Regions from separate parts of the Mus musculus genome. Here all the other regions are linked to region 1. A link is a contact called in public HiChIP or PLAC-seq and promoter capture Hi-C data. All regions are on one chromosome and are shown on one strand. The core of a region is the stretch at or near the end of the contact, and the rest is flanking DNA. Distances in the headings are between cores, read along the strand shown.

What was found. Promoter capture Hi-C pulls out the DNA fragments that hold promoters and counts their contacts. HiChIP or PLAC-seq counts read pairs in DNA pulled down with a chosen protein or histone mark.
Region 2: a promoter capture Hi-C map of pre-B cells shows a contact between it and region 1. The contact joins the promoter of Acod1 here to the promoter of Slain1os in region 1. A contact is called at or near these places in 6 of 39 promoter capture datasets (the 3T3-L1 cell line, the C10 cell line, hematopoietic stem and progenitor cells and 3 more), 1 of 15 datasets of contacts at CTCF or cohesin (embryonic stem cells), 2 of 484 Hi-C or Micro-C datasets (embryonic stem cells and pre-B cells), 1 of 115 datasets of contacts at active chromatin or transcription factors (microglia) and 1 of 9 other capture datasets (embryonic stem cells).
Region 3: a promoter capture Hi-C map of neutrophils shows a contact between it and region 1, with 5 times the contacts expected there. The contact joins the promoter of Cln5 here to the promoter of Slain1os in region 1. A contact is called at or near these places in 12 of 39 promoter capture datasets (the 3T3-L1 cell line, the C10 cell line, embryonic stem cells and 8 more), 2 of 15 datasets of contacts at CTCF or cohesin (embryonic stem cells and pro-B cells), 9 of 484 Hi-C or Micro-C datasets (the 63-12 cell line, the Ba/F3 cell line, the N1E-115 cell line and 6 more), 7 of 115 datasets of contacts at active chromatin or transcription factors (the 230-238 cell line, astrocytes, differentiating embryonic stem cells and 3 more) and 1 of 9 other capture datasets (embryonic stem cells).
Region 4: an H3K27ac HiChIP or PLAC-seq map of embryonic stem cells shows a contact between it and region 1, with 2.9 times the contacts expected there. The contact joins the promoter of Fbxl3 here to the promoter of Slain1os in region 1. A contact is called at or near these places in 2 of 39 promoter capture datasets (second pharyngeal arch cranial neural crest and stem cell-derived epiblast-like cells), 4 of 115 datasets of contacts at active chromatin or transcription factors (embryonic stem cells, large pre-B cells, memory CD8 T cells and 1 more) and 1 of 9 other capture datasets (liver).

The regions. Positions count from the first base shown.
Region 1 is chr14:103,697,927-103,701,212 of GRCm38.p6, forward strand. It overlaps Slain1os (SLAIN motif family, member 1, opposite strand), which reads right to left and starts at 1,506. Exons shown (of 3, transcript NR_045148.1): 1 at 1,365-1,506. All of the region lies in intron 5 of Slain1 (SLAIN motif family, member 1), which reads left to right.
Region 2 is chr14:103,045,372-103,048,657 of GRCm38.p6, forward strand. Acod1 (aconitate decarboxylase 1) reads left to right here and starts at 1,641. Exons shown (of 5, transcript NM_008392.1): 1 at 1,641-1,708. The coding sequence starts at 1,697. Gm41235 (predicted gene, 41235) reads right to left here. Exons shown (of 4, transcript NR_168885.1): 1 at 3,262-3,286; 2 at 2,593-2,715; 3 at 855-886; 4 at 1-182.
Region 3 is chr14:103,068,721-103,072,006 of GRCm38.p6, forward strand. It overlaps Cln5 (ceroid-lipofuscinosis, neuronal 5), which reads left to right and starts at 1,496. Exons shown (of 4, transcript NM_001033242.1): 1 at 1,496-1,747; 2 at 2,914-3,079. The coding sequence starts at 1,626.
Region 4 is chr14:103,097,783-103,101,068 of GRCm38.p6, forward strand. It overlaps Fbxl3 (F-box and leucine-rich repeat protein 3), which reads right to left and starts at 1,750. Exons shown (of 5, transcript NM_015822.3): 1 at 1,380-1,750.

The sequences.
Region 1 (3,286 bases), core at 256-2,755:
TAGCAGATGTCATTCTGTGGGAACAGGTAGATGAGGAAATTGTTGACTGCCCAGTAGCCAAAAGAGACATAGGAAGGGCTTAGGGACAAGGTATGTCTTCCTGGGATATGACCAATGACCTGCTCTATCCCAGTAGGCCCCATCTCCTATTGTTTCCAGTACCTCTCAGAAAAAGGCCACCAGCTAGGAGCTGAGGCTTCAACACAGGATCCTTCTTGGTGACATTTTATGGTCAAACCACTAACATGAAAGATATGTCTATGTATATGCAAATGTTCTACAACATGCGGGGCTGGAGAGATGGCTAAGTGATGAACTGGCTGCTCTTTCAGAGGACTCCAATTTGGTTCCTAGGCCACATCATAGCTCACAACCTTTTGTAACTCTAGTTCTAGGGGATATGATGCCGTCCTTTGGACTCTGGACACTAGGCATACACAGACATACATTCAGTCAACACACCCACATGATTGATTGATTGATTGACAGATGGTAGAAATATATATGTGTGTGTGTATAGTAGAAGATATATAGATAGAATATAGAAGATAGATGGATAGTTGGATAGATAGATGTAGATGATAGACAATAGATTGATAATTTCTCAAGTTTGAAAACATCCCAAATGTTAGTCTAAGGCTTGTTTCCCAGCATTTTAGATAGAGCACTCAGCCTGTGTCATGGTTTACTGATTTTTACCAGGCTGTGAGCTCTGGACTTGGACCTTGGTTCGTTGTGAATGAATGAGTGAAATAAACATGAGTTCATGAATGAATCTATATCCATTAAATAGTTAAATTAGTAGGGTGTCTAATGAAGGCAAAGCTGATTCACGAATTTACTAATGATGCAAAACAGAGAGGCCTGTTCACTGACTGATGTCAGTTATTTTTAGACAGCAGGCTAATTATGAAGAATTTTACCTGAGGAAAAATATACATTCTAGGTCTGAGTAAATGAAGACTAACAGTGTAAGTATGAAGCAATAGAAAAATGTTTCGTCTTTAGCAAATATAGGACGATAAGGAATGTGTTGATTGTAACTTTGTGTGTGGACAATAGTCTTTGAGTGCCATAATAATTAACACAACACAAAATAGGAAGGAGTGTTCATGATTTTGGATTTCTAGCTTTGAAATACTAAAAAACTAATGCGAGCATGTTGGAAGGAAATGGCCTGTGGCCAGAGCTGAGACCATCTGAACTGCAGAGTAAATAATAATAGATTATAATTGATAGTGCCATATAAATATCTCTGGGTCCATGCTTAACAAAGCAAAAAACAAGGGATGGATGGGGGGGATTCTCTATAGGCGGGATTCTATTTAAAATACATAAAGAATTAAGATAGAAAAGTCACGTACAGGAAAGCAGAACAAACAAGAGGCATTACTGTGCATTAGGTCGGTCACTCTGCGGTTTGGATGGGAATGGCCCCCATAGCTCTACATTTGGATGCTTGGTCAACAGGGAGCATCAGGATTGGTCGATAGCATTAGAAAGGAGGAGGAGAAACAGCCTTGTCGGAGGAAGTGCGTCATTGGGGGTGGGCCTTGTTGGAGGAAGTGCATCACTGGGGGTGGGCCTTGTTAGAGGAAACTCAAAGCCCACACCAGACCAGTCTCACTCCCTTTGTTCTTGTGGCTATGGTCCCCAGCTCCAGCCCCAGCACCTGCCTGTATGCCGCCCTGCTCCTGTCATGTCAAGCCTCTCAAACTGTAAGCAAGCCCCCAGTTAATTGCTTTCTCCTTTGAGAGTGCCATGGTCATGGTGTCTCCTCACAGTAACTCAGATGTTCCCATTTCAGGTTTAGGGCTTAGGATTCTGCAGAGGCTGGGGAGAAAACTTCATCAACAAAGGACTGTGTCGTCAGACTGGACCTCGGGTTTTATGAAATCCAGGCATCATAACCTTCCTGACTTTTTCATTTCTTACTTATAAAACTCAAATGATGTCTATCTTTGCTATTTTCTTCTGGTAGCTATTATTTCTTTTTAATGTGGGTCCCTTACATATTTTGACTGTAAGGGACATAGTTCATCAGTAGGACCCTTCTTTTTTTCTTTTTTTTCTTTTTTTGTTTTTTTGAGACAGGGTTTCCCTGGCTGTCCTGGAACTCACTTTGTAGACCAGGCTGGCCCGGAACTCAGAAATTCGCCTGCCTCTGCCTCCCAAGTGCTGGGATTAAAGGCGTGTGCCACCACCGCCCAGCCAGTAGGACTCTTCTTGAAAGCTACTCTGTACTGTCATTTCAAATGAAATTGGACTTTCATTGAGTCCACCAGACACTTTTGGGTGAATCAGCAGCAGTCTAAGCATTCCATATTAATATGTAGTAAGGTTTTGTTGATTTAAATCTTATTCAATGTGTCTTGGCAATGTTTTATAGACTTTTGTTTTGAGAGATTCTATAGCTCTAAAATTAAGCTTATTTCAAAGTATTTACTTTTTTATAAATAGTGGGTTTTTTTTTCAAATTTAGCTTCTACTAGTTTTATGGTATATCAGTTTTCTCCTTTCTATAATAAAACACCTGAGAAGCAATTAAGGAAGGAGGAGTTTATCTTGGCTCACAATCCATCATGGCAGGAAGGCATGGAGCAGGTGGCTGGTCACATGACATGTGCACAGGGAGGCAATACAGGTGCTCAGCTGGATGTTTTCTTTCTGTGCAGTCTAGAACCCAGCCGATAGCATGGTGCTACCCACATTCAGGAGAGTTCTTTCCTCCTCAATTGAAGAACTCCTGGAAAGCCTTCTTTGCCCAGGGCCTGTGTTTCCATGGTGATTCTAGTCTGGTCGAGTTGACAGTGAAGAGTCACAGTCACAGATGCTAATTAGGATGTAATTGTTCTTCCTGTTTTGGTTTTCTATCCAGGGACCTTGCTGAATTCACTTCTCCTAACAGTTGAGGGGCTCAGTATGTACTCAACTTAGTAGGTTCACATTACCAACAAAGCAGGTTGAAGAATGTTCCTAAAATTGCAACTGAGACAATGCAGTCTTCCATTGTCATGAGAACAGACCACCATGTGCTGGAACACCACATAGTAACACCATAGCACGTAGGGCTCTCATGCACCTAATATCGGGTAAAAGGAGCTCCACACGAAAAGGAACATGGGATGGGATTCCAGTGTAGGGATGGGCAGCGTGCAGTGACAGAAGAGGAAATGTGTTCTCTCGGGAGATGTTCTCCCTGGGGTGGAGTATGGGAGTCTCTGAGAAGCTCGTGACACTGTCCTTCTTGAGATGGGGGATCATGAGCATGTTCACTGAAGAAGGT
Region 2 (3,286 bases), core at 391-2,890, 650 kb before region 1:
CTGCTCTGAGCACATTCTCTGCCCGGGACAGAAGCCTCCAGTGTGGCAAGACTCTTAACTAGTCTGTCTCCTCTCTGAAAACTTAAAGGCATTCTTCTTTCTCAGGAGAAAGTCTGGGAGCCAAGCTCCTGGTCAGACAGGGATCCAGCTGAGAGCAGGACTTCATCTTTAGGCCTCTTCTTCTGCAAAAAAGGGGAACATGTGAGGGCCAGGACACAGGTCAGAACCAGAAGACTTCAGAGAGTCAGAATCCTGCCTGCCTGGGTGCCTGGTTCTGAAGTCCTCCTCCTCCTCCTCCTCCTCCTCCTCCTCCTCCTCCTCCTCCTCCTCTTCCTCCTCCTCCTTCTTTCTCTCTCTCTCTCTCTCTCTCTCTCTCTCTCTCTCTCTCTCTCTCTCTCTCTCTCTCTCTCTCTTCTCCAAGGAATAATCTGTGAAGGATGATTTTCCAGAGTTCTCCTCTATTACACTCAACCAGGTGGTCTCTGATTAGCCAAATGTGTGTACTTGGCATGTGTGTGTGTGTGTGTGTGTGTGTGTGTGTGTGTGTGTGTGTACATGTGTCTGTGTGGTGTGTATTTAGATATTTTTAATTAATTTTTTGAGATTTTAATTTATTTATTTATGTATTTACAACATTTCCACCCCTCCTCCTTCTCTTCTTTTAACTCTGGCCACCATTCCTCACAAATTCATGGCCTCTTCTTTAGTTATCACACACACACACACACACACACACACACACACACACGTGTGCACACATATGTACACGTACTTTCTCAACTGTCTCTGAGCCTTAGGTGTAGGGGTTTCATTGTTGGTATATCAGTTAGGTCTGGGCACCCATGCTCACTTACTCGTTATAGATAGTTGTAGTAGTCGTCTCCATCTACAATAAAAAGAAGCATCGTTGATGAGGGGCAGAGCTACACTTATCTGTGCGTGAGTAAGTATTTAGAATGCAGCTAGGTTTAGGGAACTGGCAGTGGTAGGCTCTCCTCTAGGATTCATAACCTTTAGGTTATGGCACATTTAGTGACTTCGTTAGTTACCTCTGGGTTATCGCCTCTGAAATTATGATGTGATTGGTGGCTTTGTTCACAGTACCAGTCATGGATTTCCTTCTGGTAAGCAGGCTCTAAGTCCAATAAGAACCAGTCAGGGTTTTTGTTTTTTGTTTTTTTCATCATTCCCAGAAGCTGTTTCATGGTTGGTTGGTGACAATGGGCTGTCTGTGAGAAGGCTGCTCTGAGTGACTCCTTGCCTTTCCAGATCTGGGGGCTTTTCTTCCTCTGTCATAGTCTTGCTATTTCCTTGTGATAAGTCTTCAAGAGTGGGATGCCCAGTAAAGAGAGTGTGCACTCTTCTCACCTATGGCCCCTAGCTGGGACAGGCCATCCCTCTGTAATTATAACTTAGTTTTTCTTATGTCTGTGAGGAATCATCAGATTATGGCCGCTGTAACACCTCCTCTCATCAGCCCTACATCTATAAGGGAGCTCTACACAACACAACAAAGGAAGTTTAAGTGAGGTCATTGGGGAGGTGTTGAAATGGTGGAAATTCCATGGTTGAAACAAAAGTGAAAGGGACAGACCTGGAGGGAGTGACTGTGTATAAAGGCACACGTCCACTAAAGGCCCCCAGCCAGCAACTACTCCTGCCATCCACTCCTGAGCCAGTTACCCTCCAGAGCAACATGATGCTCAAGGTATCGTAGCACTTGATGGCGCTTGCCTAAACTGCCTTCCTGGCTTGATTCTTCCTTTCTCAATCAGTTGGTCTTTTGCTAGCTATCTGCTCTGCTGCAGAAAGGACATCTTAGCTTTGCTTATGGTCTCTGAGCTGCCTGATTTAGCTATCTGTTGGCTTTCATCAGTATTTGACAGACAATGCCCATGATCCCATTGCTTCCTCCTAGCAAGAGAGTTAGGCCTGGTAAGTTCACTGAACCTCCACCTCTTGGTTTTGTGTGTGTCCTCTGTGGGACAGGAGCACATCTGTGATGGGAGCACAGGGGCACATCTGTAATTATCTATTTGCTCTCATGTACCCTGTAGTCCCCTGGCAGGTTTTTTAAGTTGGATGGCCTCATTTACTGGTTTGGCAGTTTAGAGAACAGTGCACAGGGAACTTGCCAGGGCTCCTGACACTTATTATAAAACGAATGACTCCATACTCCGCTTTAATCTATACATTAGTCACAGGAGCTTACTAAAAAGATAGACAAGTGCCCCTATAAAGTCAAGCACGCCAGCAAGACATTTGACTTGTAGATGAAGGATGACTCACAGGAATCTGAGTGGAGCTATTGTCCCCCTTATGATCTCTCCCTCCATGGTCAGGGAGGGCGGCTTGTTCTTTGGCTCTCAGATCGTGTTCAGCACTATCAGGTCAGGGGAGCCCAGTGGTCTGTCGTAAATCACATAAGCAGTGCCAGCCCGATGCCTTGAGATCTATGCTGCTGTTCCTCATCTGCTATTCATCAAATGTTTAACTGGTACTTGGAAATCAAGCCAGCTGATTATTATTGAGTCCATTCTTTTCCCTCCTTCCCTCCTCTTCTGCATATAAAATGCTTGTCAAAATACTTACCAGTAGGAAAAACAGCATCATTGTCTTCCTCGGCCCTAAACAGAAACATCCACAGCAATATCTGTTTGCTCTCCAGGCTGGCTCGGCTCCCGCTTTCTCCTACTGCAAGCTCTCTTGGTTTTTCTGTCAAAGTTTTACAAATGTAACAAATGTTCCATTCTCTTGAAAATGACAGTCGTTATATGACCTATAAATCTGAAGACTCTAAGGATAGGGCTATGGCTGAGACAGGAGAATTGTCCAAAGTTCAAAGCCAGCCTGAGCTACATAGTGAGTCCAGTTTAGCCAGGGCCACACAGAAAGACCCTGCCTCAGAAAGAAAAAGAAAAGAAGAGAAAAAAGGGCTGGTGGGTAGAAGGTGGAAGATTTTCCTGTAGATGAGGGTTCTAGTCTCTGTCTCTACTTTGGCAGTAAGTCCATCGTGAGAGACTTTAGACCCTTCAGATTCTCCAATCTGACACGTCTTCTAGCTATTATTTGTAAATGGGCAATGTTACAGTCAGAGATGGAGAGGAAGTTAGGCAATAATGTGATTATCAAATGTGGAAAGGAAAATTACTTAATAGTTCACTAAGGAACTCCAAGTCAGGTATGTGGTGGAAGCCCCTTCCAGTTGGCTATTTTTAAATCATATTTTCCTGTGAAGGGACACAGAATCAAAATTATTACCTGTGGATTGAAGAGCTTGATAATT
Region 3 (3,286 bases), core at 246-2,745, 630 kb before region 1:
ACATACATACATACATAATTAAAAAATAAAACAGATGCCCCCATCGATTCTCCTCATGAGTGACTATTACAATTTCTAACTTTACTAAATTCAACCCTAAATTGAACCTTTAAACTCACCTTTGACCTATTGTAGCATCTTTGACATTATGCTGTGATAGGCAAGAAAAACTGTTAAGAAAAATCTGAAATTAGAGGCTACAATACAGTTGATGTATTTGTTTAGGGCAGTTAAGCACCTATAAAGCAGGTGAGTATATCTAAGGCCTACAAACCTAGTTAAAATATCATTACTCTTTCATTAAAATGTGGTTAGAAAATTGGTGTGTCCGAAGCAAAAAAGCATGTCGTGTTTGACAGAACCTTTAGCAACCTGGAAACCCTTCTCAGAATAGTGATTTATTTAGTTCACAGAGTTATAAATAAGAAAGCAAAGATGAGCTTGAACTTAACACGTTTGCCTGGCTAGTTATCATCCTGAAGTCAAAAAGAGAAAGCCAGCCATCACCTGCTAGGACACGTTAAAGTATCATGATGACACCCTGTTTTTTTCATTCCCTGAGAAACTTTGTCTCCTAAAATTTACAGACTTAATTTTTTTTTTTTTCCTTTTGGAAAATACATCAGCAAGGACGAAACAGCTAGAACCTTTGGCAGAGGAATCTCTGAGAATATCAGCCTCACACTACAACCCAGATAGGTCCAAAACTTTTGATAAAGGGTTTCTGGATCTGACATTTCTATCTCTTCTTGAGCTTCAGAGTTGGCAAGCAAAAAGGATCCCGTGTTCGCTTTGTAGTTCAGACCTCATGCAGCTCCTATGTGCATACACATAGTGGGTTTGCTAGGAGATCTCCAAAATACTGCCTGTTCCAGTCTCATCTCCAGCGTACGTGAGTGATCTTGGTTGCCATCACTCAGTGCAGTGGCCTGAACAGCCTGATTCCGTATGGCGTGATGCTCTTAGCAATCTTACACTTACTGGACAAAGGAGGACCGGAGGATAAATGGATTAAACCTAGCTCTATTGGTCGGTCTTAAGCTTTGAAGAGTCACGGATAATACTAAGTGTGGCAGAGGACAGAACCGGAGCAGAGCAGTCCAAGTCTGGTGATGCCGATGGCAGCACGGAAAGCATATTGTCATTGCTGATCTTTGCAACATTCTCAGAGAGGCCAGGAGAGGGCAATCATTTCCTGTAATGTCCTCATTTTTTAATTCCGCTGAGCACCCAGTGTCTCCAAGCAGAAGATTTGTGTTGGAGACTGGCCTGGGCCATGTGGGTCAAGAAAGTTCATAAGTGTTTTATTGTTGTTACGGTTTGGCTGGTGATGGCTGCGGGGAGGGCAGAAAGCACCTTTGCGCTAGAGGCATAGCACACATCCACCAGGCTGGAGTGAGTTTTGCAGTACCAGTCTCACCCTTCCGGGAGGACAGGGCTTTTTAGCGTCCAGCGCACGCGCGCTGGAACAGAGGCGCCCCGCCCCGGCCGGGACAGGGGAGGCGTCACGCGCCCGGAGGTCACACGGCCAAGCCGGCGCTGGTGCTTGGCTGGCTCCTCGCGGCGGCGCGCACGCAAGGCCGACGCCGGGGCCCCGGAGCCTCCGGGATCTCAGGGAGCCGCGGATGCTGCGCGGGGGGCCATGTGGAGCGCACTGGCGCCCGGCGCTCGCGCTGGCGCTGCTCGGGCTGGCGACGATTCTGGGCGCGTCCCCGACGTCTGGGCAACGCTGGCCGGTGCCCTACAAGTGAGTGAGACGGAGCGGGGCGGGGAGGGGACTTGGAGAGGGCGGATCCGATACCTTAGCGCGCCCGGGGACGCAGGGCACAGGGCGGGCGACACTAAGAGCATAGTTCCTAAATAGTTGGCAACTCGGGGATCCTCACCGGTTCTGGGCAGTTCAGAGTCCTGGGAGGAATGGAGAGTGACATCACTGCACGGAGTGACTTTTAGGTGCTACTGACTTGGAGAGCAGGTTAAAATGTTTTAAACACTGCAATTATTTCATGCCTTATCGTTAGCTGCCATTGCATAACATTTGGGGAGAATTTACAGGGAGCCTGCTTGCTCCCCTGTGTCCTTACTGAGCTAAATGGGGAATTTAGCTGACTGACCCGGGGAATTTCCTCCCTAGGCTAGTCAGGATCACCTTGTTGGTCCACTTCAACCTGGAGGGTAGGTAGGGCTCCGGACCTGAGGAGGTGATCGCAGTCTTTGACTTAGCTAAGTTTTGACAGCCTGTGGGGAATTGCGAAACAAGAAGCGCTCGGTCTTCGGGGTTGCGGGGGACAGGGGTGGGTGGAGTGGTGGCTGGCGTGGGCATAGTGAAGTGGAAAGAGATGCAGCTTTTGAAAGCATATGTTTTGCATAACAGAATGAGGGGCGGGGGGGTTCATGGCATGATGCATGTTCCTCTAAGGAGTTCTTAGTTCTGAAGGCTGCAGACCAAATCTGGTCCCATTTGCTCATCCTCTGTGCGGTCTTAGGGAATTTAACTCAGAATCTTCATGCTCACATACCCTGGACAGAAAACAGGAAATGATAGTAGCCCTCGCATTTCTGGTGAAAACCAGCAGTTGCCAAACTTAAATATTCATGTGTTCTGTTCATGAATTGGTTCTTCTAAATATATATGAGAGAAAAAAAAGTTTAGGGTTGAGGTTGGTTTTCATGAAAATATTCACAAGAAAAAAAAAACCTTAAATACCCAATAAAACAAGAAAGAGATTGTAAATCTCAAAGTATTTTATCTAATACCAGGAGACGGAGGCTGACTGGTCTTTTGACTCTAAAGAAGCCCCGATTGACATTCCCACCTGACAACTGGTATATAGCTGTAAGTTAGATCAGGTTTTGTCCCCGTGTTAAGATTGTTAGAAGAGCAATTCTGAGGATGGTTCTCTTTCTCACCAGGCGCTTCTCTTTCCGTCCGAAGACAGATCCCTACTGTCAAGCTAAGTATACTTTCTGTCCTACCGGCTCGCCCATCCCAGTTATGAAGGACAATGACGTCATCGAGGTCTTACGACTACAAGCCCCGATTTGGGAATTTAAATATGGAGACCTCCTGGGACACTTTGTAAGAATGCATCTTGATCTTGTAGCTTTACTTAAGTAATTCAGCTATTACTTTGACTTAAATGAGTAGTCAAATGGTTACTAGGTCATATTAATTGATAACTTTGTATGTGCGGGTTATGTGTGTGTGTGTGCACCTGTTCACAAGCATCAAGTGGCTGGAGGCTGCTGGGTGTCACTCATCATATCATTCCCTTAGGACAGGGTC
Region 4 (3,286 bases), core at 500-2,999, 600 kb before region 1:
TGGACTATCATAAGCATTATGAAATTAATGTCACTCTTAATGGAAAACTAATGGACCAAAGGTTAAAATGTGCTATGTACTATTAGGTGTAAAATTAACTAGTGAATAAATAGCTAATAACATTTTAAATATTGCTTTTCCTTGTTGGCCTTTTTAATTCGAAATTTCCAATGCTTTTATTTTAACTATCTGCACATGAAGCTCTGCTGCATAAAGAACAATTCGGTGCATTCACTAGTACACAACTAGTTTAGAGTAATGGGTTTTATACTGCTTCTAGTGGAAGTCAAAGTGCCCTTTATAGCTGAACAGGAAGAGTGTGGTGTATAAAACAGGACACTAAATATCAATGCGATTTCCTAAGCACAGAAAACTGGGCTCCAGCAGTTTTGATTTATTGCAGTGTTTCAAGAACCCAGAGAAAGTATGGTGGCAACAACTTTAGCTAGTGTTTACATCAAGTGTCCAAGATGCAACTAATGAGGGACACCCAGTAACTTGAGCATCACCAAGAATTAGTGAGCTAATCAAACATTTCCTTAAACTGAAACCAAGAGCCAAACTTCCCTTACTGTCTTTAAACATTTACATATTCTGGACATGCAAAAAATATTTTTTAAAAAATTTGTACTTTAGGTTTAAAAGTCCCGTTCTGGCATTACATTTGCATATGCCCTTTTGTTTTGTTTTTCATAGAAGGAAACCTAACACACATTCTTTGGCTGAAATACAAGAATGGAACAATACGAAAAAGATTAACTCTCAGAATGGTGAGAGCACAGTGGATATAGATGAACTGGGACTGGACACACAGACAAGACACAACCGGGAGCCGGCACACAGGTAACACGGGGCGGGTTACAGACATTTTAACATCTACAGGGACATTTTTTTTTTAAATTCGCCTTTTGGTGTAAGCAAAAGATACAAACATCTGGGCAAGTGGGATAGGCACCATTACCAACAAAACCGCCGCCCGCTCTCACCTCGCACGCGGCTCGGCGATGCCCTGCCCGGGCGGCTTCCGGGTGGTGGTCTGCAGCACGCGACCCGGGCGGCTGCCCCTAAGTTCACCAAGTTTTCCACCGTGCGCCTCCCCGGCCCGGCTTCCGCACACACTGACCGCCCAGGCCCCCGGGCTTTCCAGCCGCCTGCACCCGCGCCGCCCAGGGCGAGCCCGGAGGAGCCCGTCCTCCTCGCTGCCCCGCCACGCGCGGCCACCGAGCGCGCGCCGCGCCGGCCACGCCTTGTTGACAGACACCGAGGCCCGGGCGCGGCGGGGCGGGGCGTTGTTCCCGTCGCGCCCCGCGCGCGCCCCCGGCCGCCGCCGCCGACCTCCCCGCCCGACTCCGGGCTGCGGCCCCGAACCTCCGCCGTACCTGCTGCCGGGGGCGGCTTCCCCCACACAGCACCCCGGGCCGCGCGGACGACGGCGGCAGCGGCGGCGGCGGCTCCCGCGCCTCTCACATGAGGCCTCCCGGGGCCCCGTCTCCGAGCTCCCGCCGTCGCGGCCCCCCGCGCTCCGCCCGCATCCGAGACGCTGGTCCCGCGGCGGGCGCCGACGCGGCTCCACCTTTGCGGCTCCGGCTGCCCCGGTGTGTGGGGAGGAGAGCGTCGCGTCCCTTCTCTGTCCCGCGCGGTCTGTGTCCTTCGCCCCGGCACCTCCTCGTCGCCCGCCCGAGACGCCCTAGGCGAGCAGCGATCGACAGCAGCGAGCCCGAAGCTTCGGCCCAGTTAGGGAATCCAAAATGGCGCCCGCAGTTCGCGGCCGCGCGCTTGCCCCTGCGCGTCCCCGCCCGAGGGGGCGGGCGCGCGGCCGAAGGGGCTGGCCGGGCGCGCGCACCGAGGCGGCTCCAGCCTCCCGGGCTGTCCCTGGCCAAGTTTGTTTAGGGGCGGAATGTGGGCGGGTTGGTGTTCGCCAGACGTGGCTGGCCTTTCCCAGGGTTAAAACCGGAAAGTTTAGGGCGGGGGAGCCGACGCCAAAGGCGGAGGGAGTGTCTGCAGGGCGGGACGCACCCCTACCGGACGTAAACATCACCTGACAGCGACCCACCTCCGCGAGGAGGGCGCGGCCAAGGGAGCCTCTGAGGTTGCTGTCTGTACCTAGAAAAAGAATAAATAAATCAACGTGGTGGACGTTGCGATCACTACGGGTTTCTTAAGACAATATTTGCATTTCCATTTTTCCAAGGCTTTTTTTTAATGAGTCATAACTTTTTCAAAATCACATTTACTTATGAAACAGAACCCCCAAGTCTGAGATTTCTTTTCAGAAACACGTAAAGTGTGAAGAAGCAGATGGCTAATTAAAAAAAGACAACCCCCACTCCTCGCTCCCGGGTGGTGGAGCGTTTTGTAAGTCAAGGAGTCTTTTAAATGCTATCAAATATTTGACTTTTTTTTTTTTAAGTTTGGACTTGGAGATACTGAGTTTTTCCTAAAATAAGAAAAGTCCCCAGAAAATCTTAAGGTTAGCTGTATACCATGCCTTCTGCTTTTTCTGTGTTATTTCTCCAAAGTAAAGATCTCTTCTCTCTCTTTCGTTTCCTACCCTCCTCAGTTTTCTTTATACTGATTTTCATTTTGTAGATCAGGCTGGCTTGGAACTCTGAGATCCACCAACCTCAGCCTGCTCAATGCTGAGATTGAAGAAATGTGCCACCACACGGAACAAAAACATGCTGAACTTTAAAATGCTTTTATGTACTTGTTTTTAATTTACTATTAATTTTATAAGCTTTTCGTTTTGTTGTAGGTGTGAGTGTGCGCGTGTGCGCGCGGCGCGCGCATTTGAGTGCAGTGCCCGTGGTGTCTGGAGTGGATGTTGGATTCCTTGGAGCTGGAGTTATTTACAGGCAGATGTGAGCCACTCATCCTGAGCGCTGGGAACTGAACTCAGATCAGCTGGAAGAACAGCAAGCACTCTTAACTGCTAAGCTGTCTCTCTAGCCCAGAGTAAATTATTATATTTTTTAAAAGATGAAGTCATGAGAACAGGTTCTGTCACACACTTAAGACCGTCACCATATAATGTACATTTAAACAAACTAGAAGAAAGGAGTTTTAATCTTTTTAACCAGAAAAAAATATGTCTGAGGAGTTAGAATGACTAACCCGATTTAAACATTAGACGTTGTGTATATGAACTGAAGGGGCTGGAGCACTGCTCTGCAGTTAAGAGCGCTTGGTGATTTTGTAGAGAATTCCAGCTCCCACGTGGTTCACAGCCATTCATAACTCCAGTCCCCGGAGATCTGATTGGTCCTTGAAAGTGGAGCACAGACAT